7 separate regions of the Mus musculus genome follow, and regions 1, 2, 3, 4, 5 and 7 are each linked to region 6. A link is a contact called in public promoter capture Hi-C data. All regions are on one chromosome and are shown on one strand. The core of a region is the stretch at or near the end of the contact, and the rest is flanking DNA. Distances in the headings are between cores, read along the strand shown. Region 1 holds the start of Wdr70 (WD repeat domain 70). Region 2 has its middle 50 kb from the start of C1qtnf3. Region 3 holds the start of Adamts12 (a disintegrin-like and metallopeptidase (reprolysin type) with thrombospondin type 1 motif, 12). Region 4 holds the start of Slc45a2 (solute carrier family 45, member 2). Region 5 holds the start of Amacr (alpha-methylacyl-CoA racemase). Region 6 holds the start of Skp2 (S-phase kinase-associated protein 2). Region 7 holds the start of Ttc23l (tetratricopeptide repeat domain 23-like).

Region 1 (3,058 bases), core at 170-2,669, 1.0 Mb after region 6:
GAGGCAAACCCAAACTTCCTTGCTACAAATTATATACATCTTGTGCATAGGAAAAGTAACTTGCCTTCACAACCATTTCTTCTTATTAATTCATTTAATAACCACTCAAGAGTGCCTGCCCAGCCATTATATTATGAAGACAGACTAGGGTATCACATGGTAGGTGGGCCTTATTTAGTTGGAGGCCTACAAAGTTCTACAGATGCTTTCAAAAGCAGGAGAGATTTAATTTGATAGTTGGAGATGAGCTGGTTGGATCAATGACTTGGTGAAGAGTTAAAGCATTCAGGACTATGTGTTCTGAGGCCGCTCCCTGCACTAAATGGGAATGTTGAAAATGACAAGATTGGAATAGAAAGGTTTTGGAAGTCAGGCTAACCTTTTATTAAATTTGTATTTTTTTGTGGTGGAGATCCAATACAGACCCTTAGCCTTGTCTATGCTAAGCAACCACAGATCTACAGCTTCTTTGTACTAATAAATTTTTCTTTTACTCTAAGGACAATGGAAGCATTAGATAATCATTATCAATGAACCATAGACAGAGACAGGAGTCTAATATTGGGGCTCAGGAGTAATTTTATCAAAGAATTTTCATTCTTGAGTGGACTACAAGGCTCAGTAGGAAATTGTCTTTTCTGCTAAGCTTGTGACTTGAGGTCCACCCCCAGAACCACATAGTAGAAGAATAGGTCTGCAGGTTGCACAGTAAGGCATGTTTATACCACGTCCACAATCATTGAGTGCATGTGAAAATGAAGTATTTTCACTTGGCTTGGTAGCACACATCTTTAAAAGCTTGGGAGGCAGAGGAATCTAGATGGGTCTCTGAGTTCTGGGCCAGGCATGGATTACAAAATGAGAGACTCTGACAAAAGAAAAATTCAACCAAGTATTTGTTTTAGACTTTAAAAGTATATTAAATGATGTGTCATTAAGAATAGGAACAGAGTTGTAAAGAAACTAAAATAAATTGGAAACACAGTAGTTATGTAACATGTAACATTTGGAACCCTTAGTAAACAAGGCTAGCCTAGAGAGTGGAGACTGAGGGCAAGCGCTTTAAACATTCCTAACAACTCTTCAGTTTTCTGGCATCTTTATAACTAGATAGTGGTTTCTTCAAGCATACTGAGAAGATGGGCAGCAGTGGAAGTTTCATCATGTACGTCAAGTACATTACGAATATAGATAAAAGTAGCATGCAAATAACAAGATTCTGTTGATTTCCTTAGAAACGTGCCAGGACTTTGCTTGAGAACGCATCTGAAACCACCGAAAGGTTTTAGGGAACTCCCAAACTAGACCTCCTCGTGGCTTGTCAGCGCATTCCCTCCGCACCGCTAGGGGGCGAGAGTCCGAAAGCCTGCCTACCCACGCAGCCGGGCCGCTCTTGGCGACGCGGTCTCGGTGACGACACTTCCGTCGGGCTTGCCGGGAGTCGCGCGCTGCTGCATCCACGGAGGCGGTGGGCTCGGGCAGTCATGGAGCACTCGGGAACCAGCGAAGGTGGGTGTGGGTTAGGCGGGCCAGCCGGGGTGGAGGGCCGTGCTGGGCACTGGAGCGCCGGGCTGACGGCCGGTCTGTCCTTTGTTTCTTGCTCCAGTGACAGGCGCAGACACGGCGGGACCCGACCCTCAGCTGGCGGTCACCATGGGCTTCACAGGATTCGGTGAGTGACTGCCCGGGGCAGAGCCCAGCCCGACTTCGCCCGGGGCTTGCGAGTAAAGGGTAGGAGAGCTGCCACTTTTGACCGGCGCCTTCCGCCGTGCCAAATCCGAATCGGTCCCATTTAAACTGTTGAGACCAGTTCAGGTGACAGTTGGAAACCTTGACGGAAAGGGATTACTATGGTGACCCAGTCTGAGAAAGACATTTAGTGGCGACCATTAAATAACATTTTGGTGGATATAGCGTTTCTTCCTCTTCAGTCTTAATGTATACCCTGGTCTTGTCACATTATTAGGTGATTTAAAAGAAAAAACAGTCTCAAAAGACATAATCATCTGTTAATAGTATCAGTGCTAGAAAAATCAAATGGAAATTGACCTGTAATTTGTTTTGGGAACAAATGTCTCTCTGATGTACCTAGTTCTCATTCATTCATTGTTTCATTTATTCATCTACTTAGCTTCTTCTAGGTAATTAGTCGATAAAAGGGTAGTTACAGTATTTACTTTTTTTCTTTCTTTTCTCCCTTCTTTTCTTCTTTTTCCTTCCCTCTTCCACCTCCTCTTTTCCTCTTCTTCCTATTCATTCTCCTCTTTTGTTTGTTTGTTTGTTTTTTGTTTTTTTCTAGACAGGTTTTGTGTGTGTGTGTGTGTGTGTGTGTGTGTTTGTGTAACAGTCCTGGCTGTCCTGGATATCACCCTGTAGACCAGGCTGGCATCGAACCCGTAAAGATCTGCTTGCTTCGGTCTCCCGGTTGCCTGGATTAAAGGCTTGAGCTACCACCACCCGGTGGATTTATTTTTTTAAAAGATAAATGTATATATAGTTATATTTCTGAGCGGTTGTTTTGCCTCTATGTCTGTGCACCATTTGCCTGCAGTACCTATGGGGGCCAGAAGAGGTCACTGGGTCCCATGGAACTAGAGTTACAGATGGTTGTGAGCCACCTTGTGGGCCCTGGGAACTAAACATGTCCTTTGCAAGAGCAACAAGTGTTCTTAACTTGTGAATCATCTCTCCAACTCCTGTTTTTGACTTCAGAAAATTAGGAGAATCACGAAGAAAAGGAAGTCAAATCTGTTTTTTTTTTTTTTTAGATCTCCTGGTGCATATTAAAATTTAATATCATATTTATGAGTAAACATTGCTTTTTAAGACAGTATTTTGCGATTTTCATGTATTATATTCTTCCAAAACATGATTTTTTTTTTGAGACAGGGTTTCTCTGTATAGCCCTGGCCGTCTTGGAACTCACTTTGTAGACTAGGCTGGCCTCGAACTCAGAAATCCTCCTGTCTCTGCCTCCCAAGTGCTGGGATTAAAGGCATGCGCCACCATGCCCGGCCTCCAAAACATGATTTAATTTTTGGTAGTAGGAGGACTCAAC
Region 2 (3,239 bases), core at 264-2,763, 1.8 Mb before region 6:
GTGTGTGTGTGTGTGTACGCGTATGCACGCACAGATGTCCTTCACACTGACAACTCAGGGTCATAGCCAGCCATCAGGTGGGCACAACTGGAGACACGCCACAGTATACAAAAGACAGGTGCTACATCATTGGATGTGAGATCTGGGTCTGCTACAGGAGGAACTCATGGAGACCTACAGACATAGATTTTTCGCAGCCGATTTTAATGAGCATTCACCCTCCCCTCTAGCCCACCACCCAGCAGAGGGAGTAGAAAGGAAAAGGTATTAGGACACTGGGGAAATAGATCTGCTTAGAATTAGTCCTTTGGGGACAACTCCATTCATCACTGTCAGGATATCAGCAGTTCAGTCCAGTAGAAAACACCACACACATGATCCAGCAGCTGCAGTCACTACACACAAACCAGCAAGGGCAGTTCCATCCAGAAGAACCCACAAGGCTCGCCAACTGGCCTGAGGCTGAAGAAGCAGCAAGAAGTGGCAGCAATCTCATGAGAAATTCTTTGGTGGGTTTCTAGTGGAGTTCAGCAATGAAATGTTAGGCGAACCAATACATGTGTGTGGTTGGCGAAGAATAGTGAGGCAGAGCAAAGCAAACCAATGCTCAGGCTCTCTCTGTCTAAGGGGTTGTATTTATGTTCCTTCTGAACATCATGTATCTTTACCTGTTTGCTATAGCAACACATACTTTCCCCTGAATCTTCTTCAGGTAAGCATTCTTCCACTTGTCAGCTTTAGCAAACTATCCTTTCATCCATGTGCCCCAGCAAAACATCATTTGATATAACCGACTTTCCAAAAAAATCCGAAGTTTCCACTTCAGTGACCCGCCTGCCTCTGTCTCCTAAATACATCACTACACCCAGCTGAAGAACCTTTTGTTTATTTGTTTGTTTGTTTTTGTTTTTGTTTTGTTTTTCGAGCTGGAGAACCTTTTAAAGGGCACTAATTCTATTCCTGAAGGGTCCCGCCCTGCCTGTGCTGGGTAGGCAGGCATTTTGGAGGACAGCCTTGAAGCCTCTTCAAAATCACACAGTCAATAAGGAATGCACACTAAAATGACTGAACTGGCAGAGCACCGAGGAGCTCGCTCACACGCAGCTTCAGAAGTAAGGCTGCAGACAGGTCCTGTGGTAGCTCCAACTCCTTCCCTGCAAACTTAAGCCAGTGATCTGGGATTCACAGTTATTGTCATTTGAGAATTGAGGAGCTAATTAAAAGCACATTTAATTTAACATGGAGACTGTTGACTAATCTTCTCCCTGCTTCCAAACAAGGGGAGATTCATGTTACCATTTAAATTCCTTTGCTGTCACGTGGGGTGAAGGAACCTATACTTGGGATAAAGGGGATCCAACACAGTCTTCATGGAGAAAGAGCTGGACCTGAAGCCCACATTCATATTCTTTCTGCAGTTTACTACTAAGCCATTCTTAGAGATGGGGGCCGGTGAACAGCTCTTAGATTCCATTTCCTGTTCTTCACAAATGAAGGTGATGGTGCTGGGTCAGAGCGATGACTCAGCAGGTAATGGCATGTGGCACTGAAGACCCAAGTTCAGTATCCAGAAACCGTATGGTGGTGGAAAAGAACCAACCTCCACAAATTGTTCTCTGACCCCTTCCTCTCCCAAAAAAAAATAAATAAATAAAACAAAAGAAAAATATTTCTAAAGAAGTATACCGAAGGACTTATAATTATTTGTCTTATTTTGACTGCTCTGTGAACTTGGGGTACTCATTAACCAGAGCAGAGCAGGCCTTACTCTGATGTCCTCAAAACCAAATATGCAAACAAATGAAAGAGGAAAAAAAAAACACCTGGCACTTTCAATCACCAGTTAAAATACATTCTTAAAACAAAATAAGAAGAAAAATACATCAAGACCCCTTAAAGCTCCTTAGAAGAGCCCAAAGGATTAGCACAGCTCTTAGAAGTTTACCCTCTGTAGTCTGAGAGCCTTTGGTGCCTGTCTGGGCCACACTGCCCTTGACCCTACTCCTGCACTAGATAAATATCTATTGAAGTCTACTGTGAATCAGGTCCAGTTAGGCTCTTGAGACACTACAGTGAGCCCCAGGCACAGACACACTACACAGCCAGCTCTCCCAGCACCTGAGAGTGTTTGATTTGCTGCTCTGGGGCAAGTTATGGTTGACTGCACTGATACAGCCCAATTCCCTCCTGAGCAAATCAGTTTTACACTCAGTTGCTGTTCCCATGCATAAACGGAAAAACAAGACATCAGATGGTCCATGAAGTTTCTAAGAGATGTTGCAGAGGTGGCTGGTGTCTGTCTGTGCACTGTCTTCTTTGCTGGATGAGTGAAAACATCTTTGACTAATCAAAGGCTATGCTGATCCTTTCGTTTTGGATGGCAAATGAGTTAAAGCAACCTGGTGTTATTTGGTATTCTTTGTCTTTGGTTTGTATTTTGTGTGGCTTTAAGATAGTTTAGATGACATTGGACAGTTTGTGAAACTATGATGCTTTCGTTCAGAAGCCAGTCTTCCCCAAATGCTCACAAAGACTGAACTTCTGATGGGTGGCTGTTATAAACATAAATATTGTTGGGGCAGCCTGGTTGGTTTTTTAAGCTTTTTATCCTTTTAGGGACAGCCCTTCGAACTGCATCAAGCTGTGGTAAGATAATCAATTCTTTAAGATTGCTAGAGAATGCCATAGGAATTCATAGGATGTCCTTTGCCTTCTGAAAAAGGCAAGATCTGGAAAAAATTAATAAATCAATAAATCAGCTTGAGAGTCGTTGCCCAACAGGTGGCACTGTTACTCTGCTCCAAAAGTCACAGTACCATTTGGCTGGGTTTCCAGAAGCAAAAGAATTAACTTTTTGAGTTTACTGTAATAAAGAATGACAGACTAGCCAAGGCTGCATTCTGTGTTAGAACACTTGCATAGTCTTATACAAGGCCCTGAGTTCACACTCGGTGTTGAGGACAAAGACAAGTTATGGTTGAAATTATTGGACAACTTTCTGCTCAAACTGCAGTATAAAATAAAGGAACTTTTTAAAGTGTGTACCAGGGATGCCTGTCCAAGGAAAAAACTGCCTTTGAGGGATGAACATGGTGGATTTTCCAGGAGTGAAAACTTTAGCAGTTAATGATTAGACTGCTCTCCTAGTAATCTCATAGATGCAAGGAGAAACACCACCAATCTAAATCATCATGGCCAAGTTAATTAGAGCAAGCAATTACTTAAAGCAAGCTTTGTAT
Region 3 (3,166 bases), core at 657-3,156, 1.9 Mb before region 6:
GCAAGCAGAGCTGGAAAGCTCACCCAGGAGAATGTGTCTTTGAAGGAAATCATCTCCGCATGCCCAGGGAAGTGCTGGTGGGCTTTGTTTGTGCTGCCCCAGAACAGGGACCTTTCACAAAGGCACTGTTTTTCAAAGAACAACAAAAGCTGCTATTTTAAACTTGGGGGCTTGAGATGGTATCTGGACCATTTACACAAACAAGTGCTGGCTGATTGACATCTAACCCCAGTGTTTGCCTACTCTGGCTTCCAAGTAAAGCAAAGGGAGAGAGGGATTTTCATCTGGTTGCTCTCTAAGCCACCGCAGAGGAATTCTTAGGCAGCATTTCACTTTGCAGCGTGGGCAAAACACACTGCTAGCAATCCCTTAAACGTGGACAAGTGCGTGTATGCATGTGAGTGTGTGTGTGTGTGTGTGTGTGTGTGTGTGTGTGTGTGCGCGCGCGCGCGCGCGCGCGCACATTATCCCTGCTATTGCTATCATTCTATGGCTGCATGATTTTAAGTAGGATACCTGGCTCAAGAATGTGCTTCATAGTTAAGCTCATAAGGTCCCCAAGTTCCAGTGTCCCCATTTGTAAACTAGGCATGGTAGCCATAGTACCAGAACCCCAGAAGGACATTGTCAGTAGTGGGAGGGGCTGGCAGGCCATCCCGGAGCTCATACACTCCCCATCTCTCCAAGCCTCCCAGCCCCCCTGCTCTGACAACACCTTGAAGTTGTAGTCCTCTCTGAACATGAAACTCTTCTAGGTTCAATTTCAAACAAACAAACAAACAAAGGCAACGGCACCACTTTGGCCTGGGCATTACGGATGAAGATGATGACGACCCCACAACAATACTAATAGGAGGAGTGAATTCCAATATAAACCATCTTCACGGTCTCCCAGTGCTTTCTTTCAGAATACACGCATGCGTCACTAAATTTAGACAGAGAAAAGTCTTTTTTTTTTTTTTTTTTCGAGACAGGGTTTCTCTGTGTAGCCCTGGCTGTCCTGGAACTCTGCAAAGCAAGACAGACAACCGGGAGTCCCCAGGAGGCAAATTTCTCCCCAGTAGGAATGTCATTTGAAAAAAACAAAACCCTAAATCTTTCCAGGAAACCAAAACACAGCCAAGTGTGCTCAGCAGGAGGCCAGAATAAAATTTCTACCTTCCAGACTTAAAATGAAGTTTTAAATGAAGGAAACATTTGCCATGACTGTCCGTGACCAGCTGGGTCTCTTTATTAAAAATAATTTCCCATGTCACAGTCTGCAAAGGGGGGAAGCGGAAAGTGGAGGGGAGGGGCTCGGGGAGCGAGCGTACTCTTGGGTCTTTCCAAGCAGGGTGTCACCCCTGAGTGTGCACCCTTAAGCCCTAGGAGAGAAGGAAATCCGAGCCTGAGCACACAGCAGTTTTCCTTAGACAGGCCAGAAGGCTTAGAGTTCAGCCCTGCCTGGTGGGGGAAGGGAACAGACCAAGTTCCACTGTCCTACTCCACTGTTAGAAAAACAAATAAAGAAAAGCCACTAACCTTGCCTCGGGTCTGGGAAGCGAACCGGCCAGGGCTGAGTTTGTCTCCCGTGGCAAAAAGCCCCAAAATTAATAAGCTGAGCCACGATCGAGAGCTTGGCCAGCCAGCTCCCCCGAGCACATGGCATGGTTCAGTTGTTGGGGAGAAGAAAAGTTTTAAAAGTTTTAGCTCTCAGCTGCAGATATCCAGTCCTCGCCTGTGTCCGCACAGAAAGACGCCCGAGAACATGGTCCAAGCATGGGAAGGGAGCGGCCCGCAAGCTGACCAGGAGGCTCTAGTGGCTTTTTGAAGCCGATGGGACCAGAGAGCTTTTATTCTCTCCCTGTCCTGAAAGGGGAGTGAATGAGCTGACAGCTTCTTCTTCCTGCGGGCCAGAGCATGGACTGGGTCAGAGCCAAGGGGCTCAGCCCACCCCAGATCCCCACCCCTCTGCTTCCCCACCCGACAGGCCTCCAGCCAGCTAACACATTTTCCTTGGGGACGCCCTCCTCCCTCAAGCTCCTCCCTCCGGGCTCAGAGCCTGGGCATGCGGGCCAAATAGGGGAGACCCTAGACAGCTGGCCAGGAAGAAACTAGAGTAAGAGCCGTCAGAGGCTCCTAGGACAACACGCCCCCCCCCCCATCTCCTTTACACAGGATGAAATGTACTTACAAATAGTGAGTTATGGGCCAGAGGGGACCCTACTCAGCATCCTTCTTAGCTCCTCCCAGACCCTGAATGTACCCTATTCTGTCAAGACTCCCCACCCTCTAGCAACCTCTGTGCTCTTCTTCCAGGGCAGGCTAAGATTTCCACTTAACAACTAATAAGCAATTTTTTTCTCTTTGCCAAGTCACACAGGAAATGATCCAAGCTAATCTGCTGTCTTGACCCTGGACAAGTCTCTTCCTCTGCAGGAAGGGGTACGTGGATCAAATGCTTGAGAGGCCTTCTGTGGCTATAGGTCAGTGCCTGCTTTCTTTTCAAATCCTACCCTCTCTCTGTAATACCTCCACCAGCAGCACACTAGCAACATGCAGAAAGATTTCAGCCCCAACAGGGGAAGGCCTTGAGCATAGGCAGTGGCAGCTGCAGCAGTGTGTGTGTGTGTGTGTGTGTGTGTGTGTGTGTGTGTGTGTGTGTGTGTGTATGAGTGTGTGTGTGTATATGTGTGTGTATGAGTGTGTGTGTGTATGTGTGTGTGGTGTGTATGTGTGTGTGTGTGGTGTGTGTGTGTGTATGTGTGTGTATGTGTGTGGTGTGTGTGTATGTATGTGTGTGTGGTGTGTGTATGTGTGTGTGTGGTGTGTATGTGTATGTATGTGTGTATGTGTGTGTGTATGTGTGTGTATGTGTGTGTGTGTATGTGTGTGTGTGGTGTGTGTGTGTGTATGTGTGTGTGTATGTGTGTGTATGTGTGTGGTGTGTGTGTGTATATGTGTGTATGTGTGTGTGTGGTGTGTGTGTGGTGTGTGTGTGTATATGTGTGTGTGTATGTGTGTGTGGTATGTGTGTGTGGTGTGTGTGTGTGGTGTGTGTGTGTGTATGTATGTATATGTGTGTGTGGTGTGTATGTGTGTGTGTGTGGTGTGTATGTGTGTGTGGTATGTGTGGTGTGTGTGTGTGTGTGTGTGTGTGTGTGTGTGTGTATGTGTGTGTGTTTGG
Region 4 (3,088 bases), core at 230-2,729, 1.9 Mb before region 6:
CATCGCCCTTCCATGCACACTTTTGAATGGCCCAGACAAATGAAAACCTTGTCTATCCCCAACCAACCCTCTCCAGTTCCTTTGGTTTATCGAGACAGGCACTGTAGCGCTTTTAACACCTATGTAAGATCCGTTCTATCTGTATGCTCTGTCCATCTACCGAATCTGTCAAGAATGATAAAGTTGTTTCCCTGATTTATAGTTTGCTTTGTTAACCTAAGAGTGGTGTGTAATATATGAACATATTTGAAACATTCCTGTATAAAAGAGAAAAATAAACCTCTCCTCTCTTTCCTACCTCCAGTACTTATATTTCCTATTTATATCTCACACTTCCATATTTGTACATCCTCCTAAATATATAAAAATGGTACCTGCTTGAGCTGTATCATACTCATTCACTTCCTACTGGCATAAATGGTATTGAAATATGTGCCCCTCAGGGTCTCTTTTCCAATATACTGTCACCAAGTACATAGAATTTAGTAGCTAATTTGCAGCTAGAAATATTGCTTTAACACCAAATTCTTCGTCCAGAATTTGCAATGCAAAAGCACTCCCAGAGCTGACAGGCCTGTGCCCTAAACCAATTAAAATGTTAAGCACCCAGAATTAGGCCTTATTTGTACACAGCAGGTAGTTTGTTACAAAGGCTTATAGCTGGACAATTTAACAAAGTCTTCCATGAGGCATAAGTGGCTCAAAACTCCTTCGACTGGTAAATAAATAAAAATAATTTTTAAGAATATAATTTGATGAAATAGATATAAGCTCAATCCCATTTTTAAAACCTTGCAATAATAAAAGGCAGCGTCGAGATGGTTCTGGAAGTAAAAGCCCCTCAGCCCCAGGCTCGGGGTCATCCAAAGGTGGGAGGGAGGTCACTGCATGCTGAGAGAGAGAGAACGTTAGTTCTAGCCATTTTCTATGCGGCATTAAAAAATACTGATGACATTTTAACCCAGCAGTTAACTATGGGATCTGTGCGATCCACTTACCTGATACGACCGCATCTCCATTGAGGTACAGAGCCATTCCCAAGAGCATCATAATGGCCAGAGTCAGGATGTATGGTCTCCGGCGACCCCAACGGGCCCTGCAGTGATCACTGGCTGATCCCACCACAGGCTGGAGCAGGAATCCCAAGATGGGGCTTAGGAGCCACACCATGCTGTACAGGCTCTTAGGCAGGCCCACGCTGAGCAGAACTGGAGTCACATAAGCTGCCTCCACCGCATAGCAAAACTCTCGGCCAAACATGGCCATGCTGTGCATGACAAGTCTCCCTGTGGATCTCTTGGGTTGCTCCACAGAGCCAAAGGGGCAATCCTCGGCTAAGGATTGATAGGTATGGGTGTCAGTCGGCCCATTGCTTCCACTCATGACCACGGAGAAAATAGCCTTCTTGCGTGGTCCTCAGATTTGTGCTCCAAACCGGGTCTGACATGGAGCCTGTCAGAGCAACCAACAGAGATGGTCAGGCTGGAGGAGGGGCTGAAATTCTTTCATGCCTCCAAGATCACAAGTTACGGTGAGAAGCAAAGGGGGCGTTGGCACTCGGAAGCATGACAGAGATTAGCTGCTGTGAGCCCTCGGGGTCCTTAGAATGCTTGTGCCTCTCTAAAGATCTTCCTTCACACAGTCAGTCTCTCTCTCTCTCTCTCTCTCTCTCTCTCTCTCTCTCTCTCTCTCTCTCTCTGTCTGTCTTTCCACACACACAATTGTACACCTCTTAGTTTCATAGCTTAAAAATCATAAAGTTTCCTTAGACAGAGACTAACTAAAAATGTAAATAATCCAATAATTTCTATAAACTTCTCTCTATAGATCTGGATATTCTGTTTTCCAGAATTCACACTTTCTACCCAAAGCTTAAAAGACAAATTAACTAGAGCTAAAACTGTGCCAGGCCCCAGTCTTCACCCCAACCACTGGCTGTCACTTAACTCCGTGAACTTTTCTCTCTCGCTGCACTCGGTGCTTTTTACATCCTGTGTTAACCGGTCTTGCTCTCAGGACAGAGATCAGGTCGATTTTGGTCGTTATGGCATCCCTAGCATCTAGCCTTGCACCTCTTAGGTCCTCCCAAAATATCTGCTAACAAACAGGAGTTGAATGAATAGAGTATATACAGTCTGTTTTGTACCAGTCACCGCCTACTTTACTTGGCCCTATGGGACTACATTTCCCAGGTTCCCTTGCTCCCTGGCTTCTAGGCATACTTGGACAGCAGGAAGCTTTGGTGAAAAGTCAGGGGTGGGAAAACAACAAGCAAGCAAACAAACAAACAAAAAAACCAAGTATGTCCCAATTTTCTTCATCCTGAGATATTTTTGGCATTGACTGAATGCCCACTATGAATCTAGTAGTTGTCTAGTAGCCACACTGGACTGCTGGGTCCCTTTAACTCTCCGTAGCTATTGTTACTGCAGCCCTAGGTCTAGTCCTGGCTCTTTGATTCTGCTCATACCGGGATAGCCTCACTATGTCATTTTATTACTCATATATATATATATATATACATATGTATATATATATATATATATATATATATATATATGAGAGCCTTTATTACTCTTTATATATATATATGTATATATATATATATGAGAGCCTTTATTACTCATTTATATATATATATATATATATATATATATAGAGAGAGAGAGAGAGAGAGAGAGAGAGAGAGAGAGAGAGAGCCTGTTACATATTACTAATGTTACTATATTACATTGATTTGTATCATAAATGCATTCTTCTAATTAAATTTTCTCTGTTTTAAAGACGTCAGGTGGGTCACATTTTCCTTACTGGATCCGGCAGGGAAAATCTTTTAGGAAAAAAAAATGCCTTTAAAAATAGTTCAGGAATAAGGCTTGGTGGCAGAACTTTAAATTCTTGGTGTGCCTCGTCTTTGCTCTTCCCGAGGCAGATCCTAATTTGATGTTTCTCAAACTGTGTATCAAGGCACCCAAATATTATACACAACTCATGTGTATATTTAAACCCAGAATATTTAAATTTTGAAATCAAGTCAACGGTGAAACAACATTTTGGCAGCAGATTTGAGGCAGTTCAAGCTTTCATG
Region 5 (3,418 bases), core at 348-2,847, 1.8 Mb before region 6:
CACCTTTAGAGGAAAGCAATCAATTGTTTTGTGGTTGTTGTTTTTGTTTGCTCCTGGGACAAGGACTGAGGTGCATATATCACATATCAAAATAGACCTGGCTCCAGGTCCTCCTCGCAGCACCCCTCAGTTCCTTCCTGGCATATGCTCCAGCCCCCAACCCTGAACTTTCCATCCCAGACCTGGGCTGCTCTTCCCCAAGAGGCTCTTCTCTATACAATCCAGACATTTTAAGCTCCCCATTCCTCCTCTTCCTCTTCCTCCCCCCCCCCCTATGACCTTTCTTTCTCTCTCCTTCCCTATCCTTCCTTTCCCCATGGACACTTCCCTGGTCCTTAGGGCCAGTGAACTGCTAGAGAGGAGCTTCCCAATAAACCTGCCTTTAATATAATCTAATCTGGCTTGAACTGGCTCGTTTCACACGCAGAAAAATAACCCTAACCTATCAGTTTTGTTTTTAAAGAGAGCACGAATCAAAGATGGGAATAATTCCTTTTACGGGGCAAACCAAAAACACACTCTTGCAAGTGATACTAACAGTGTTTGTTGTGATTTTGGTGAAAGTTGTCAGAATTAAGAGTCAACTGAAGAAACTAATCACACTGACCCACCCTCATCTTCAATTGGAGCATTTTTACATTGTGACATAATCTTAAATGTTACAGTACTGTCCTCAGATATGCTTGTGAGAACTAAAAGAGTTAAATATAAATATGCCTAGACACCCACTCCCGTCCCACTTATTGTCAAATTTACTGTCGTCCTGGTATCTACCAGGCAATATTAGTAAGGGGCTGGTTGGAATGGATTCTCTGAGCTAATACAGAAGGAATGCCTTCAGATTTGGTTCAGGGTTTGTGACAGTTGCAAATACCAATGTACAGTCGGATGGAGGTGCATGCCACCAAGCATGCAAGTGCTCAAAACTGATACTGTTAACAAATTGGTCGTTTGTCTACAGAGCACTAAAACAATGTTTTCATATGGCCCAAAGTAAATGAGGTGATCTTGAAGCTGGAACTTGGAAATACCAGCAATTAGAGAAAGGTTAACCATGGTCTGTGAATGGCTTTAGAGCATGGGTATATCACATATCAAAGGGTCAATGACTCTATTCCTATGTGAAGCTTTTCAGTCTATCTCTTGCACTAGATTCTCGTACGGTTCAATACCTCCAAATAATAAAGGCAAATCTGGGGGGGGGGGAATCAAGCAAATTAAAAGTCTTAAGAAGGAGTCAGAGAAGCTGGGAGAAATCGGGCAGGAGGGAATGTCATCTCGCAGCACCGCAGGGCTCACCGCAGCGGAAGGGCTCCAGCAACACGTCCGCGCGTGCGCACATGCGCCGCAACACCGTGACTCCCTGAGAGCGCTTCAGGTCCAGCGCTAGCGAGCGCTTGCCTCGGGCCAGAAAATTCTCGCCCGTGGAGCCCAGCCGGTTCACGCGCACCACCTCGGCGCCGAAGTCCGCCAGGACCATTCCGCAGAACGGCCCCGGGGCCAGGCCTGCCAGCTCCACAACCCTGACGCCACGCAGCACCATGGCCAGCCTTAGGGTGAGAGCGGAGCGGCTCGGCGCCCGAGCCACAGTTTATCTGCCCCGCCCCCTGCACCCCGCCTCGCCCCGCCCCGTCCGGGAAGGCTGCGCGCTTGCGCACTTCCTGCCCACCCTAGCATTGGATCAGTTGGTTTAGCTGCTCAACTTTGGTTTAGGTCATGAGTTGTGTCCTTGACCCCATGTTGTGCGAGTCCTCTTCGGACACTTTCATCGAGCCACCTGAATCGCTACCCTCACCCCCCAGTAAGTGATTAAAGGCACTCAACTCCTTAGATCAATGTAAGAAGGCAACCACTGGGTGTCTCCCTCGCCGCCCTGAAAACTAGTTGTCATCCTGCAACTGTTTGAAACCTCTCCTAGATGCCCATAGGGCCAGGGGTGTAGACCAGTTGCTAAATCCGTGCGCGGAGTCCAGCACCGCTTAAAACGCCGGTGTTGTGCACGCGGATAATCCCAGCATTTAGAAGAGTCTGGGATATCAGAATTATTCATCTCAGGTTAAATGGGAGAGTTTTAGAAGTCAGTTTGGTTTGTCAGCTGTCAGTTTTACGGACAGTTACAATTTTGAGTTAGAAACTTTTTTCAGCCTTTAAAATGCAACAAAATAATCACAAATATTCCATCCTCATTTACAGGTCCTTTTTCCCTTAGTAATGGGGGGAGCTTGCAGGTAGCCAGATGCAGCTCTAGGAAACTGAATAGAGCCAGACTTGAATGCTAGAAATCTCCCATACCCATTCTTAACAAGTGAGGAAGATAATAAAAGCAAAGGCGAAATGCTACATAGTTGTAGCCAAAACACTTTTAACCAGCTACTGAGTTTTAAGATATTTCAGGGAAAGGGGTCTGTGCTCTCTCAGAATGAGCAGCCTCGTGGTAAAGGCAGACAACTTCCACATGGTCCCTAATGCTCTCTGCTTGTCTGATGCTGTCTCAAGTGCCTACCCTTGCTCCAGCCTTGTTCTGTCCTATTATTTCCTTTGCATTTTGATAAACTGGAATGGAAAAATCTCATGGAAAGGTATGGCTGACTTCCACATGGAGACATTAACATTTTATCAGGGTTGCTGCCTTTCTATTTTTCTGAAAAAAAAAAAACAAACAAAAACAAAAAAACAGTGGTACAGATGTGGCTTGAATGACTTAAGCTTACATACAGGATCATGTACACATGAATCACAAGTCTTAGCCAGCATAATGTTTTACAAATCCTCCCAGAGTAGTGAGTTATCCAGAAGCCCCCCGCAAAGCAGACTGTGTGATAGGAGATCTCAACACTGCAGATCTTTTCTCTGGCCAAAATTCTCTTCTAAAAGCTAATCAGGGGAACAATCATATGAATTATGCATAGGCAATTGTGTCCAGATATTTTTAAAATGAGGGATATTCATGGTGCATTATTTGTAATAAAGCCTGGAATTTTTGGCATGTGGCACACAACTGTTATCCCAGCCCTTGGAGGGTGGAAGAAGAGCCATCAGGAATCCCAGGTCATCCTTGGCTATACAGCAATTTCAAAGCTAGCCTGGGCTACATGAGACCCTGTTCCAAATCAATAGCAACAACAACAATGACAACAACAATAACAAAATATATAGACGCAAACAAAAAACCTCCTAAAGCAAAAAGATTAAATAAGTAAGAAGCTTTAAATTTTTAAATTTTATTTTGTAATTGGTACGAGTTTTTTGCCTGCATGTGTGTCTGTGCAGTGTAGGCATGCCTGGTGCCTGCAGAGGCCAGAAGAGGGTGTTGTATCTGAGGGCAAGATGGCTGTAAGGTGACACGTGAACGCTGGGCAGCAAAAGTCAGTCCTCTGGGAAACAGCCAGTGTTCTTAACCGCAGAACCGCTTCTCCAG
Region 6 (3,345 bases), core at 745-3,244:
AAAAGACTTATTAAAATAAAATACAATGTGTTAAGTAAGATTAAATAAGATTAATCAGGAAATAAAATATTTTACATTAGCAGCAATCACAATGTAGTGTTTAAGAGATCAGTCTCTTAAAGTCTCTATGGTGAGTTTCTATGTAGCTAATAACCTCACATCTTCAATGGACACAATTCCTCTATCAAAAAGAATCGTAACGGGCAGTGGTGGCACACACCTTTAATCCCAGCACTTGGGAGGCAGAGGCAGGTGGATTTCTGAGTTCGAGGCCAGCTTGGTCTACAGAGTGAGTTCCAGGTCAGCCAGGGCTACACAGAGAAACCCTGTCTCGAAAAACCAAAGGAAAAAAAAAATAAAAAGAATCGTGTGTGTATCAATACAAACCTTTTCAGTATATTATGGAAATAGCTGTGATTAAAGAAATGCAAAAGAACACCGGTTTCATTATCAAGGCAAATCAGGAGGCTCCTAATTTCAAAGTTGATAGGCTTTCCTTTCCTAGAGAGAACCTTGTGCCCACTAATTTAAATATCCTAAGGTCTCTGCTAACTCTTAGCTGAATTCAGGGCTGTTTTATATTTACTAGAATTTACTCTTGAACGAGTTACATCCTAACAGAAAGGACAAAGTTCAAGAGAAGGCAAATGAGTTTTTCAAAGTAACAAAAGATAACTTTATACACTATTTCAGAAGGTCTCACTTTAGATACTTTCCATAACAAAACTGTGACTACATACTTATTCTCCTAGTCTTTCTTTTCAAGTAAAACCAATTTGCAAAAAGGTCTTTTTTTTTTACACCAATCTCACTCACAGGAACTAAAAGTTCATGAATCTCTTCCTCTCAAGAAGTAACTGATGCAAAGATTATGCTAGAAACAAAGACAAAACTGAGCATGAAGGATTTAATTCCACTATAAAACGAATCTTGCTCTCTCCACAAAGAAACACAAGTGTATGCAATCTAACATACTAAACCAATATTCTAATGTTTTTGATGAAGGTGGCCTGCTTTTTTCTCAACTCTATAAATCTTCATTTTTACTGGACTAGAAATGCATCCCCCTACCCTCTCCCCTGTTGCACAGTTTGCACACCTGAATTTTGCATGGTCATTCTAATCTAATCGCCCCCGACCTCTTCAGAGGCTAAATTAGCATAGTTTCTAGGCAGAGAGATTCTAGGACAGGCTGTGGATTGAGTCAGAGGCACCTAAACAGCTTTCAGGGTGGTCTCTCCTTGCAAGCGGAGCCTCCCTTTTTCCCTTTGGTATTTGGGAGACTCATCAAGGATCCAAGAGGATGCACGCGGGAACCACTGCTGGCTCCTGCCGCCTTAAAAATAAACCATCGCTCCTCTTGGAGCTGCGCTTTAGCTCGAAAAAGGCTTCCCCTCGCACGCTGATTTGATCTTCAGTGCCAGCCCATGAGGTGTGCCGCGTCCTCGAGCCTAGTTTACAAGTGAGGAAAGGATCGCGTCCACAGACCCAGTCCTAAGGGCCGCCCACTGCCAGGTGGAGGAAGGCGAATGGCAGGAGTGCCACCCGCAGCCTCTCACCTGGCGGGCCATCGAGACCCCGGAGATGGGCCTGGCGGCGGCGGCCACTCACCATCTGGAACTCCCCCCAAGTCTATGTCCGCCAGGGACTGGGCCGGGACCCCAGACCCTGACGCACCTCACGCGTCCCCGCCCCCCTCACGCTCACCGTCGGACCTCGCCAGACAGCGTCTGGAAGGGACTCAGAAGCTTCGCGTCCGCCGCAGCCTGCCGGGGTCACGGATCCTTCAGTCCCGGGCGACCGTGGCGGTGATCACCCGAAGGCCCGTGAGCTCCGGGAAAAGGAAAACCTGCTCCCAGTCAATCGGCTGACATTTCCCAGCCAGCCGGAGCTCCACCCACTTCCGCCTGCCTGTCCTCCTCCTCCTCCTCCTCCTCCTTCAATCCCGCCCGGCGCCGCAGGGAGTTGTGGGTATCTGGAGGGTTGGTCCGAAATCAGAGTGGAAGAACCCAGGCAGGACTACGAGCTAGGCTCGGAACTACAATTCCCAGCAGGCAACGGGGCGTCAGAAGGCGGCTGCTGGAGAGCGGGATGCAGAACTCCGCGCGCGCGGTGGTGATGGAACGTTGCTAGTTCGCGGGTCCAACTGCTGGGGCCCCGGGGATCACTCTAAGCCGAGCGCTAAAACAGGAGTCTGGAAGGCAGGCAGCGCTTCAATTAATTCAAGCATTCAAAACTCCTGAATCAGTGGACACCATGCATAGGTAAACCGATTGCAAAAAAACCGGACAAAACATGAATGAACCGTTTGAATTCTTTTAGGCCGCGAATGTTGCTTCTTGTTCAAATAATCTGGTTATGTGAATGTTTGCTTAGAGAAAAAGGATGGATGAATGCTTTAGTGCGAATATCAATGTGGAGTTTAATTTGGCTTCCTAATTAAGTTTTCCTTCCTCTACTTTGAGTCATGGTATCAGTGCCGTCCCTCTTTTTCCCTCCACGGGAAGAAATTATTGAGGCCTTCTGCGTGACCATAAATCCCAAAGCCTTTCAAAGTATATATGTTCCCGATTTTTCTCTTTCATTCTTGTATTTCTCTCGCTTGTAGGCACGTTTAAAAAATGCAGTACTGTCACTTGCTGGGACTTTTCTCCACTCCATTCTTTACTCTTCTTTCATGCCTACCTTGGAATTATTTAGGGGTGTATTTTCAAAAGGAATAGAGAATGTCTGCCCTTCTGCAGGAAGCACCTTCAGGAGATTCCGGACCAGAGTGGCAACGTCACCACCAGCTTCACGTGGGGATGGGATTCCAGCAAGACTTCTGAACTGCTATCAGGCATGGGTGTCTCGGCCTTGGAGAAGGAGGAGGTGGACAGTGAGAACATCCCACATGGACTGCTCTCAAACCTCGGCCACCCCCAGAGCCCTCCAAGGAAACGAGTCAAGGGCAAAGGGAGTGACAAAGACTTTGTGATCATCCGTCGGCCGAAGCTTAGTCGGGAGAACTTTCCAGGTAATGCACAACACTAAGATCCAAACTGTATTGTAATGGGTTGAACTATTTTGTTTTAACTAAATTCGATTGAATTATTTCCTTGGGGAATCTTTTTGGATCGGTGCCTAAAATTGCCTAGTTTTGGTGCCTAAAATTGCCTAGTTTGGAAGTGTGGCAGTGAAATGGATTCCAGTCATTAAGTCTTCAGGAATCTTGGTTGGTCTTTATCTTGTGGTCAACAATTGACTTGAAGCTTTTTTCCTGCCCTTTTCCTTAGAAAGGAATCTTCCTGCTCAAAGTCCAGCTCAGTACACTGACATATGGGAACAGAAGCAGGGATCTTAGAG
Region 7 (3,320 bases), core at 721-3,220, 1.4 Mb before region 6:
GGCTGGCATTGCTCTCAATGACAACTTTGTCAAGCTCATTTCCTGGTATGACAATGAATACGGCTACAGCAACAGAGTGATGGACCTCATGGCCTACATGGCCTCCAAGGAGTAAGAAACCCTGGACCACCCACCCCAGCAAGGACACTGAGAGCAAGAGAGAGGCCCTCGGTTGCTGAGGAGTCCCTATCCCAACTTGGCCCCCAACACTGAGCATCTCCCTCACAATTTCCACCCCAGACCCCCATAACAGGAGGGTCCTAGGGAGCCCTCCTTACTCTCTTGAATACCATCAATAAAGTTCGCTGCACCCAAAAAAAAAAAAAAAGAGTGAGTGTGTGAGTAGACATACAAGAACTAACTATGGTGACTAACGGCACTCCATTTCAGAGTTAGCTATGGTGACTAACAGCACTCCACTCCATTTCAGAGTTAGCTATGGTGACTAACGGCACTCCACTCCATTCCAGAGTTAGCTGTGGTGACTAACGGCACTCCACTCCATTCCAGAGTAAGCCAACAAGCCTCAGTTCATACACATTACTAAAATTTACATTTGAGGGACAGGGTTAAGATGGCGCGGAAAGAAAAAGAATCGGAGACTTGTAATGTTGAGACTTTAAGGTTGTGTGACTTTGCTTTGTAACTTTGCAGATGAAAGCAACTTGCTTCTTTTCTGTTCAGGGCTAGTTAAATGGAGGCAGACTCATCATCACCTTTAGGAAGGGGAATTTAGTGTCAATTCTGGTACCACACTAACAGTCACAATGATCGGCAAAAACAAGTATTTGGAATAAAGAAACTTTCCCTTCACAGGTTTAAGATTTTGACTTGATGGTGTCTGACTTTATTAAGGGAAATGAGTCTTAGATAATATAAAAATAGACTCTTCTTTTAAAATGTTAAATATCAGTCATGGGGTCACAAAAATCTTCATAGAATCCTAGAACCAAAGAAGCTTTAGAGAGCAAAGGGTACATGTACACTTATAGTGTAGTCAAAGCAACGGATACCCACTGGATGGGACCTACACCAAACCTAGGAGTCAAAACGGCAACCCTCCCATCCTGAAACCACGTTTATCACTCTGGCCATCATTTCATGCTGAAGCTTCTCTTAGAAACCAGAGAAAAAGACAGGCTGGGATCTTTCCAGACGTAGGCACTTTAGGGTACAGAGTTAACCCTTGATTGACAGACCATCAGCGTTTATCACATACGAAAGCAAACTCAGTTAAATCCTCCTGCCTCGAAAGGCTTTCTTGACATTCTAGAGTCAGTGATGAATTTCCACTCCAGATACGTAAGAACAAATGCAAAGCATACAAAATAACTGTGAATTGCTTTTCTCCACAGGCGTTCTTTTTAAAACAGGAGGGACTTACCTGCTCAGTTGTTAAGAGCCTAGTGCATAGTATGATTCATTATATCACTTTCAAATGTGTGCCACAGCGAGTGTGCTCTTGTGTGCTCTGTGACCTTGTGGTACAAACCTGCGTGTGGTGTTTGCCACATGTGCCTTTCTCCCTGAAATCTTAACCATTGGACATGTATTGGCCCATTCCTGAATCTCCCTGTACTGTTTTCTTCAACAAGCGTGACTCTAACCCTTACCCAAGGAGGTAACACTGACCGTGACCCTAGAACACCTGGAGAATGAACGTTGCTTCAGGAAAGGGGAGGACTGGCTAGCCAATCATTGCTGAAAACTCGCATAGACATGGCAGTTTTAAAACCATCAGGCCCCTGAAGCCTGCAGCTCCTTCCTTTCTTCCACGGGATCTTCCTTCATCTTCAAGAAATAATGTCCTTGTGCGACAAGGCACTGCAAGACCACTCAGCAGCAGTAAGGATGAACGCCAGGGTTTGCCTTGGCTGGCCGAAAGTGCCTCCTTTTGGTGCTCCCTGCATCAACCTTAAGGCAGTGTTCCATTCCCATGGCAACGCATTGTCTCCAGATCCAGAAGCCCAGCTTCAGCGAGACTCCTCATGGCCCGGGCACCCGCACAGGCCCGAGGTAGCAGAGGTCTGAACTGCCTGGCCCGGTGAGCAGGCTGGGAAGGTGTTTCTGTGTCAGTGAGCCAGAAGAGCTCACCAGCTTCTGGAGCAGGGGCCCAGAACGCAGGCAGGGAAGATGGTAGCCGAGCTCCAGGGGCGTCCACAGTTAGGAAGCAACAATAGAAATGCCAGGGATGAGCATCGAGAGATTTGTCCTAGAGGGGGGCCAAGTGTGGTGTCCTAGTCCATCCAGGATCCAGTGCAACTGCGTGGGAACTGTGTGTGGGGCTTTGAGAGTTCAGAATGTGAAAAAAGTAGGACTTAGAAAAGGGAAGTTAGCCCTTCTGTCCACCCCCTATCCCCACCCCACCCTTTTTCCCCCCCAAAGTTGGGTGTTCTGGAGCCTGGATCAAGGAAAGTTACCACAGTATTCTTCAGGGTACGACTTGGATGGTGTTATTAATCAGTAAGGTGTGCATTTAAGGGTTAGGGATAATATAGAGAAATACATTCCACAAATTATTAACCACATCCCGCATCTTCCCACGGGGTCACTTAGTCAACAGCTGACAGTAGCAGCCTAAGTAGTTTTAGCCTCTTAACTAGAACTTCCGATTAAATAGTGACATGACTCCTGGAAAAGAAATTTTTTATTTGGCTTTTCCTTAGCGCAGCCAAACAATATTTGGGTTGAATAGGTCGCCATAGTTTGGATGATCCAGTAGAGGTAAAAGGTGTGTGGTTTAAGAAATGCTTTTAAAAGAACTTTGGAGATGTAATCTAGAGTAGAAGTTAGGGAAACTAAATCTAACCCTGATAAGCACCTTCAGTTTTTCTTAGGAGTCTCTAAACATGGGTCTGCATAGTCCGTTTGTAGATTTATATTTAGCACTTTTAATTTAAAGTCAGTAGCATCCACCGGAGGGCAATTAGAACAGATGTCTAAGCCCTTTCCCCCAAAGCTTACCTCACACGTGACTCTTGGTAGGAAGATGCAAGCCAACCCCATCTGCATTCCAACTGTTAGCAATGACGCCGACTGGGACTTCTGCTTCCACCTGTAAGTACTGACAGTGCCTTGACAAGATGCAGCTCACTGGCCAGAAAGGGTAGGACTTCCCATTTTAAGGAAAGCCCAAGTCAAGAGCTCTGTGAGCACTTTCCACAGAAGAGAAAGGTCCACAGCTGGACTGTATGTTAATATTAAGCATCCAGTCAGGTTGACAACCTCTCAAAGAGGGACGAAAAAAATTTCTTTTCTAATTTATGAAGATTTACAAAAATAAAGATTTACAAAAATAAAGATTTACAAAAATATGAAGG

What was found. Promoter capture Hi-C pulls out the DNA fragments that hold promoters and counts their contacts. Capture Hi-C pulls out chosen DNA fragments and counts their contacts.
Region 1: a promoter capture Hi-C map of adipose tissue shows a contact between it and region 6, with 3 times the contacts expected there. The contact joins the promoter of Wdr70 here to the promoter of Skp2 in region 6. A contact is called at or near these places in 5 of 39 promoter capture datasets (the 3T3-L1 cell line, hippocampal neurons, liver and 1 more), 2 of 484 Hi-C or Micro-C datasets (B cells and CD4 T cells), 2 of 115 datasets of contacts at active chromatin or transcription factors (astrocytes and embryonic forebrain) and 2 of 9 other capture datasets (adipose tissue and liver).
Region 2: a contact with region 6 is called in a promoter capture Hi-C map of pre-B cells, with 12 times the contacts expected there. The contact joins the enhancer-like site here to the promoter of Skp2 in region 6. A contact is called at or near these places in 5 of 39 promoter capture datasets (the 3T3-L1 cell line, the C10 cell line, cranial neural crest and 2 more), 1 of 15 datasets of contacts at CTCF or cohesin (large pre-B cells), 3 of 484 Hi-C or Micro-C datasets (cortical neurons, embryonic fibroblasts and muscle stem cells) and 3 of 115 datasets of contacts at active chromatin or transcription factors (embryonic forebrain, embryonic stem cells and large pre-B cells).
Region 3: a promoter capture Hi-C map of cranial neural crest shows a contact between it and region 6. The contact joins the promoter of Adamts12 here to the promoter of Skp2 in region 6. A contact is called at or near these places in 3 of 39 promoter capture datasets (cranial neural crest, hippocampal neurons and pre-B cells) and 1 of 115 datasets of contacts at active chromatin or transcription factors (large pre-B cells).
Region 4: a contact with region 6 is called in a promoter capture Hi-C map of hippocampal neurons, with 4 times the contacts expected there. The contact joins the promoter of Slc45a2 here to the promoter of Skp2 in region 6. A contact is called at or near these places in 2 of 39 promoter capture datasets (hippocampal neurons and pre-B cells) and 2 of 115 datasets of contacts at active chromatin or transcription factors (large pre-B cells and pro-B cells).
Region 5: a promoter capture Hi-C map of pre-B cells shows a contact between it and region 6, with 7 times the contacts expected there. The contact joins the promoter of Amacr here to the promoter of Skp2 in region 6. A contact is called at or near these places in 10 of 39 promoter capture datasets (the 3T3-L1 cell line, 3T3-L1-derived adipocytes, the C10 cell line and 5 more), 6 of 484 Hi-C or Micro-C datasets (CD4 T cells, CD8 T cells, LSK cells and 3 more), 4 of 115 datasets of contacts at active chromatin or transcription factors (astrocytes, large pre-B cells, microglia and 1 more) and 2 of 9 other capture datasets (adipose tissue and liver).
Region 7: a contact with region 6 is called in a promoter capture Hi-C map of embryonic stem cells, with 4 times the contacts expected there. The contact joins the promoter of Ttc23l here to the promoter of Skp2 in region 6. A contact is called at or near these places in 7 of 39 promoter capture datasets (the 3T3-L1 cell line, the C10 cell line, embryonic stem cells and 3 more) and 2 of 115 datasets of contacts at active chromatin or transcription factors (large pre-B cells and pro-B cells).

Annotation. Positions count from the first base shown.
Region 1 is chr15:8,097,570-8,100,627 of GRCm38.p6, reverse strand. Wdr70 (WD repeat domain 70) reads left to right here and starts at 1,419. Exons shown (of 18, transcript NM_001081402.1): 1 at 1,419-1,509; 2 at 1,607-1,672. The coding sequence starts at 1,485.
Region 2 is chr15:10,900,840-10,904,078 of GRCm38.p6, reverse strand. No RefSeq gene overlaps it. Among named protein-coding and RNA genes, the nearest start is that of C1qtnf3, 50 kb to the left of the region's middle. Within about 2 kb of position 1,513, at least 9 of the 459 cell types and tissues checked have an H3K27ac peak or open chromatin away from gene starts, as enhancers often do.
Region 3 is chr15:11,063,513-11,066,678 of GRCm38.p6, reverse strand. It overlaps Adamts12 (a disintegrin-like and metallopeptidase (reprolysin type) with thrombospondin type 1 motif, 12), which reads right to left and starts at 1,906. Exons shown (of 24, transcript NM_175501.3): 1 at 1,522-1,906. The coding sequence starts at 1,648.
Region 4 is chr15:10,999,112-11,002,199 of GRCm38.p6, reverse strand. It overlaps Slc45a2 (solute carrier family 45, member 2), which reads right to left and starts at 1,479. Exons shown (of 7, transcript NM_053077.3): 1 at 999-1,479. The coding sequence starts at 1,383.
Region 5 is chr15:10,979,935-10,983,352 of GRCm38.p6, reverse strand. Amacr (alpha-methylacyl-CoA racemase) reads right to left here and starts at 1,597. Exons shown (of 5, transcript NM_008537.4): 1 at 1,300-1,597; 2 at 1-3. The coding sequence starts at 1,543. It overlaps Gm34315 (a long non-coding RNA gene), which reads left to right and starts at 1,720. Exons shown (of 3, transcript XR_383838.4): 1 at 1,720-1,801. It overlaps C1qtnf3 (C1q and tumor necrosis factor related protein 3), which reads right to left. Exons shown (of 6, transcript NM_030888.4): 6 at 3,191-3,418.
Region 6 is chr15:9,139,103-9,142,447 of GRCm38.p6, reverse strand. Skp2 (S-phase kinase-associated protein 2) reads left to right here and starts at 1,994. Exons shown (of 10, transcript NM_013787.3): 1 at 1,994-2,264; 2 at 2,745-3,016. The coding sequence starts at 2,257. Lmbrd2 (LMBR1 domain containing 2) reads right to left here and starts at 1,878. Exons shown (of 18, transcript NM_177178.3): 1 at 1,708-1,878.
Region 7 is chr15:10,557,319-10,560,638 of GRCm38.p6, reverse strand. Ttc23l (tetratricopeptide repeat domain 23-like) reads left to right here and starts at 1,970. Exons shown (of 13, transcript NM_001378877.1): 1 at 1,970-2,044; 2 at 2,986-3,057. The coding sequence starts at 1,989. It also overlaps the pseudogene Gm8174.